2 separate regions of the Mus musculus genome follow, and region 2 is linked to region 1. The links are chromatin contacts, called in public promoter capture Hi-C maps. All regions are on one chromosome and are shown on one strand. The core of a region is the stretch at or near the end of the contact, and the rest is flanking DNA. Distances in the headings are between cores, read along the strand shown.

What was found. Promoter capture Hi-C pulls out the DNA fragments that hold promoters and counts their contacts.
Region 2: a contact with region 1 is called in a promoter capture Hi-C map of liver, with 2.6 times the contacts expected there. The contact joins the enhancer-like site here to the promoter of Serpina6 in region 1. A contact is called at or near these places in 7 of 39 promoter capture datasets (the 3T3-L1 cell line, 3T3-L1-derived adipocytes, embryonic stem cells and 3 more), 1 of 484 Hi-C or Micro-C datasets (liver) and 1 of 9 other capture datasets (liver).

The regions. Positions count from the first base shown.
Region 1 is chr12:103,655,772-103,659,060 of GRCm38.p6, forward strand. It overlaps Serpina6 (serine (or cysteine) peptidase inhibitor, clade A, member 6), which reads right to left and starts at 1,447. Exons shown (of 5, transcript NM_007618.3): 1 at 1,266-1,447.
Region 2 is chr12:103,961,649-103,964,942 of GRCm38.p6, forward strand. No RefSeq gene overlaps it. Among named protein-coding and RNA genes, the nearest start is that of Serpina1e, 6.4 kb to the left of the region's middle. Within about 2 kb of position 1,858, at least 13 of the 459 cell types and tissues checked have an H3K27ac peak or open chromatin away from gene starts, as enhancers often do. A contact at or near this core is called in liver, where this site is marked.

The DNA.
Region 1 (3,289 bases), core at 197-2,696:
GTTGCAAGCCAGGTTAGAGGTTAGGGCAGGACAGGGCAGGGCAGGGCAGGCAAGGCATGGCAGGCCACTACAGTCCCTTAGTGTTTGCTGAGCTCTGTCCTGGCCTGAGACCTGGAGATAAAGATGGCCCTCCTCTGACTGCCCCATGGGGCTCCCCTCTAGGCCCACCCCTTCCTTTTCTCCCCTGTCTCATTCCCTCTTGGCCTTTGAGATTCAGGTGCTTGGTTACTGCCTCCAGGAAGCTTTTCTTCTCCCCTTCTCTCTGCCACCGGCCTTGTTGGTTTCATCTTGGTTTCAGCACCGGGCTATACCTGTCTATGAATCCCCCTTGGGGAAGGAATACCCCAGTCAACAGTTGGCTTGGCCTTCTTTCTCTTCCTGCTGTTTCTGGGTGCAACTGTGTGCCTCATTCTCCCTGTATCAAACCTACAGGCTGGAGAGTAAATCCTCCTGCCTCAGAAGACGGTTGTGAATGCCTGGTGTGGCTGTCATCAGTGCATGATTATGCACACTCACTTCACGAGGCATCCTGCACCTCATTGTAGAGATGGGACACCAGAGCTAGGTGATGTAGAGCTTCCGTGTAGGTCGGGGTGTGCACCTTCAGAGTCACACCTCTTGCTTTCTCTACTGAAAACCACGTGGCCAGCAAGGTGGCTCTTTAAGGCCAGCCTACAAAAAAGACTAAGGTCATGTGTTTCTTCCTAGTAATATCTTCCTTGCCACGCCTCTCTGAAGTGCCTTGGATCAGGCGGGGATTTAGGCATCATAGCACGTGGTGTGATGCACAGAGAAGCAGGTCATTCTCCCTCCAGCTGTATCACCCCCCACTACACATTACTGAGTTACTATGGCATGGGGTGTGGGCACTCTTTAGAGGGTCCCTGCATATACCACCTGTGCACTACAACCCTACTCAATAGTGCTGCCTGGCACTAATCCATCTCAGCTCTGAGATTCCTTCTCATTCCTGGATGCTAAGGCACCAGGCAACAGGTAGCAATAAAGCATAAACCCAGCTCTCAGTGACAGCCTCCTGCAATGTAAGAAGCTGAAGGGAAATCAAAACCAAGTGGCTGAACCACAGACTATGGGATCGAAGAAGTATTCCACATGGTCGCCTCATGACACAGCTAGCTACCCTCATGTTCATCTATTAAAAATCTCAAGCAAGCAGGCACTGCTGTGTTCTGGAGTGCAGCAGATATAGAGTCAGGGACCCTGGTAGGAGCAAGAGGCACAGAGTACTGTCAGGGGTGACTCACGTCTGCTGTGGGCTCCAGCTGTTCCTTCTGGCTCTGCTTTGCTGTCTGGAATCCTAGCACACGTACAGTAAGGCTTCGGGGAGACTCCCCACTAAATCTTGTTTGCTGGTGTCTTGCTGGTTAATGGTTAGAGGAGGGGGGCAGTGGCCTTCACCATTTGGTGGCCCCCACCCCCCAAGCATCAACCAATGGGAAGCTTTATAGAAAGTAAGGGTAAACACAGCAATTCTGCAAATCAGCTCGACATTGCATGCTGTCCCCTGAAGTTTTATTTTTAATATCAAAGTGTGGCTAGAGTTGCGTCAGGGTTCATGGTTGCCCTGTGCCATCTGGCAGGGGACTCATTGGTGTCATTGATAAGCGCCATGGCATGGACTCTGTGAGGAGCCAGGTGCCTTGGCACCAGGAGGGGAAGAATCAGGCAAGGGTAGGGGAAACAGAGATGTATGAATGAATGTGTGACTGTCCAAGGTCTTTCCCTGGGTTATCTCAGGCCTCCCAATGATTCACTGAACAGACTGCTACGATCTCCCTTCTTTATGAGATTGTCTTGACCTAGTTGTGCTTTTAATTGAAGTTTTCTGTTGTCACCGGGGTTGAACCCAAGACCTTATGCATGCTGGTCAAGGGCTCTGCCACTGAGCTCTGTACCTTAGCAATGTCTCTTCTTTAAAGAAGGAAACTGAGAAGGGCTGGAGATGGAATGAACTGCCCTGCAGCCAATTCCCTCCTGAAGTCCAGCTCTCTTACTCTCACCCGTGCGTTTACTCTCCAGATCACTTTTGTCGCAGGAGGCACACATCAAAGAAATACTATTTGTGTTTCTTTGTTTTCCTTTATAACTAGGACTTCCAAGGAGTGGAAAGGCTGCAGGGTCTCCAGTCAGTCACTATCTTTCTTCTCCTTCTTCTCCTCTCATTCCATAGTACTTCTGTTGCAGTGGGGAGAAAGAGCCTGCCAGAGCCTTAGTTGGTGCGATCTCGTGGATCTCACAGGCTAAAAGCAAAGGGAAAATTAATGTGTGTATGTATGTATGTACGTACGTACGTATGTATGGCCTCACAGTTTCTTTCAGCCCCTCAGAGGACTGTGGACAGAAGTATTTGTCTGTCCCTGCACCAACCACACGGTCCAAGGGAATGTGCCTCTGTGAATACCCACCACGAACCCTGAGCCCTGGGGCCTCAAGTGCAGAGCTCTGTGTCCCAAACCCTGAGCCTACAGCCCCGAGCCCCAAGCCCCAAGCCCCAAGCCGAGCCCAGAGCCCTGTGCTTGATTGACAGCAGCATCACTTCCAAAAAAGGATGAAGGGCGCTGCTCCCATGGGAAATAAGGAAGGTTAGAGGTCATGCCTCGAAGTTTGGGCAGTCCAGTTTTGTTAATAATTGTTGCCCCTTTCAAGATTTCTAGTTTGTAAGCCAATTTTGGACATTATTGCCAAAGATTTGTCTCATCTTGATTTGTAGAATAAATATTTTTCATAGCTAGCTGAGTGTACTGGTATGCTCCTTTAATTCCAGCACTGGGAAAGCAGAGTCAGGTGTGTGTTAGTTATCATGGTGTGCACTCCAACAGGTCTGAGCCACCCGGCTTCCACAGGCTGGTGTTAGCAGCCCACATAGACTGCCTCCTGGGTGGACTTTGTTCATTTCCTATAGCTTTTCTTAGCAGATATCCCCCATTCCTGGTATCTTCCACATCCTGGGATATCCACTGGTGCTCAAATGCTACATCCACAGTTCATGACATTATTACTCATCCAGGGGCTCTCTTGGGGGGGATTTGCTCCTACTGCATGCAGTTCAGCTCCCTGGCCTTCCATAAAAATGTGTGTGGATGCCTAAATGAACCTGCAACTCTTGTACTCTCCATATCTCTAAAGCCAGTACCAGTATGGATGATGTGAGGGTCAGCCAGGTGGAGAGAATCATGAAAGACTTGGGAAGTCAACAGAGAACTCATAGCACTCAGGAAACTCCTGAAAGTTACTAGGTTCACAAGGCCCCTCCTCAAGGTTAAATAAC
Region 2 (3,294 bases), core at 608-3,107, 310 kb after region 1:
GCCGTGTACTGAGGCAGCAACACCAGCTCAAACTCCACGTCCATTTTCTCCAGACATGGCATGATGATTCACCCCTGTGGGAACTTAGGGGTGTATGCAAGATCTTTGGTGAACCTCTGGTAGGACAGGGCATGAAGTACTTCTCCAGAGAGGCCAAGGGACAGCCAGTGGCTGTCTGGAGCTTGTTACAAACCAAGGCAAACCTTGCGGGGGGTGGCTCAAACAACACAGGCCTCAATTCTTAGAACTTGCCCAACTCAGACCTTGGCTTGAAAAAGTTACATTGATTGACCTTGTTGACTTTCTGGTGTTGACCTTGAACATTTATTTCTGTTTGTTCTATTTCACTAGGTCCTACCTGCTGCCATTTTACCACACATATCCTCAAATGGACTCCAAGATGGGGTATCACCTAGTGAATCATGATTGTCACTCATGGGGCACTGTCTGTCTGTCAGGCCTTTGTCCTAAAAGTTATTAACTGGCATGGTCCGAGGGAGTAGACACCATTTCTACCTCTTGAGAAAGAAAAATCAGAAGTGCAGTCAAAACGAGGCACAGATGGTTTCATATAGGAGCTGGATAGATGAACAACACGTCCGAGGTCACAGGCTGGGTGTTGAAGCTGGGTTGCTGTTCCCTGGGGTCAAGAAGCAAGGACACTTTTCTGAGAGAAAAGAGAGTTCTCCAGGGAAGGCAGGAAGTCATTCATGGAAGCTGAGCAGCTGTAAGTCAACAGGGCAGGAACCATCTGCTTGAGTGTCCAGGCATAGAGGCTTACTGACCAAACTAGTATTGTTCCTTCTGGTAGAGTCAGTTCTGGGCAAGATGCTTTGCCATTCTGCAGCGGGGCAGAACCCTGTGGGGGAGGGTAAGTCAAGGGAATGATGCAATCTACCCCCAACGGTAGGTGTTCTCTCTCAGCTTTGCCCGTTCTGACCTCCAGAACATGCTGTGACTGGTTGGCTGGCTGACCATTCTGCGGCCATTTTAGGTGCTTTTTTGTTTTATGGTACACCTTTCAGAACAACTGTGGAGACTGTTGACAGCGCATGCCCACCCTTCTTTTTTCTCCCTCTTGTCTGCATCCATAGCCTTTTTCCATATCTGTTCTAGCATAATCACGATGGTTGACAACTACTGGGCATGTGGCACAGGACAGATGCCCTTCTGAGCAGCACGTGGATCCTGGTCCTCACACTGAGCCCTCAGGTCTACTCTCTTCTGATTTCTACCTTGTAGATGAGGCAGGGAAGGCTCACTGGAGTCCAGCATGTAGCCTTAGATCATCACAAGGGAGAGAAAAAAAAAAAAAAAAAAAAAAAACAGTGTAACCTGATATATACCCGAAAGATGGTGGCGTGAGTCACTTGGCTGCGTCTCTTGACTGTAAGCTGCCGGAGTTAGGGGATCATGTTCTCTGACGCCTTGGTTCTGTGCTAAGCAAAGAGCAGGTTGTCTGAGACAACTGAGAGACAGAGTTAATTATTGGGAAGAAAGACGGTGTTTTTCTTTCTGGGTGGTTAAGGTTGGCACCTCTTCTGCTAGAAAGAGCATTTGGGACGTTAGATGTTTATATGAGGCACACTCTCGGTTACTCTAGAATAGCCAGGGAGACATAGCAAAGAACTCATTTTATTAAAGGCTTTAAAAAGTAATAATTAAACAAAATCTTTTATGCCTTATTCTTTGAGCTGGGAGGGAAGACTAGAGCGGAGGAGGTGGCAGACAAGATGGCCAAATCTGCTTCCTTATGTGGCCTCTTCTCGGAAATGGAACAGGCCATAGCAGAGGGAGGGTTGAACGGGGAGGGTGGGAACCACTGCCAGGGAAGGCCAATTGCATAACTGAGTGGGTGTCCTTCTCTGCCTAGGACTTTACCCAGCCTGGCTTTCACCTTGACCTCCCAACCCAGGATCTGCCTAGCATATTCCCAGGAAATCAGCCAGCTCCCTGCCTCCTGGCTGACAGCAAGCCTCGTAGCCAATTGCTGTACAGAAGCACTTCTTTCCCAAGGGGCTCTGTAAGAGGAGTTTGTCTTAGCTGCATTGTAGGGGAGGTTCAGAGAGGCCTTCTAGGATGACCAGTGATCTCTCTGGGCCACCTTCATCCCTGCACCTCAGCTGCTGCATGCTGACCTGCGCCATGCTGACTCCTGCTCTTACATCTGAGGGCTGTATTTTTTTCCCTAAGGCATTCTTAACATGCAGAAGTCAGTAAATACCGAATCTATTCTTTAGCAGATTTTTATGTCTGCAGACAACTACATAATTGCTCCTCTGAACAAAACAGAAAACACACACACACACACACACACACACACACACACACACAGGCAGGCACATTATCAGCCCCATACAAGACTTTGGAGATCTCCTTCCATATTCAATGTACTCTGGGACAATGATGCCATTGGAGACACCCCATGAAGGCCAGATAGTATGGACCTTGAGGACAGTCAGAGTCAGAAACTTCAGAACTCAGTTCACTATGGACAAGTCGGTTAACCCCTTGTGGTTCTGTTGTATTTATGTAAGAATAAGATCATAGAAGGTTTTAAGGTAGGTCCTTAAGTAGCATGAGTGAATAGGAGCAACTGCCATAGGGTGGAGAGATGCCCACAGTGTGCCTCTCTTTCCACTTCTCTCTCGTTGCTCCTGGACTTTTGCTTTGAACATGGAGACATGAAAGAACAGGATGGGTGTGGTGGCACATGCCTGTCATCCCAACACCTAGGAGACAAAAACAGAAGGATCAGAGCAAAACTGAAGCCAGCTTGAATTATATACTGAATTCTAGGCTAGCCTGGTCTAAATATTGAGACCCTGTCTCAAGCATCAGCCACCAAAAAGGTGAGGAAAAAAACAGAGAAATTCATAACACTGTAAAGGGTAAGGGTATAGATACATGTGCACATACACACACACACACACACACACACACACACACACAGTATATGTATAGAAGATTTCAGAAGGAGACAAAGTGGTGATTATCCCAGAACACAAACTTACCAGCGAGAGCCGCTAAGACTTTGTTCTTTATCTTCTCATACATTGCTTATGTTTCTACAAGAACAGCATGCCTCTGTAAGAAAGGCCTTTACTTCATTTTGACTTAATCAAATGGATGCTGCATTGGAATGTGTGGTTGTTTCTTTCATGGTCCTTAGATGGCGCCTTTCTGTGGTCCTACTAACTCCTGCCTGGGAACACAGCCTGAGGAAGCAGACTGTTGCCCAGCAGACTCTGCTGGAACTGGGCTTAGATCTTGTGTAGTTGCTTCCTGGTGTGA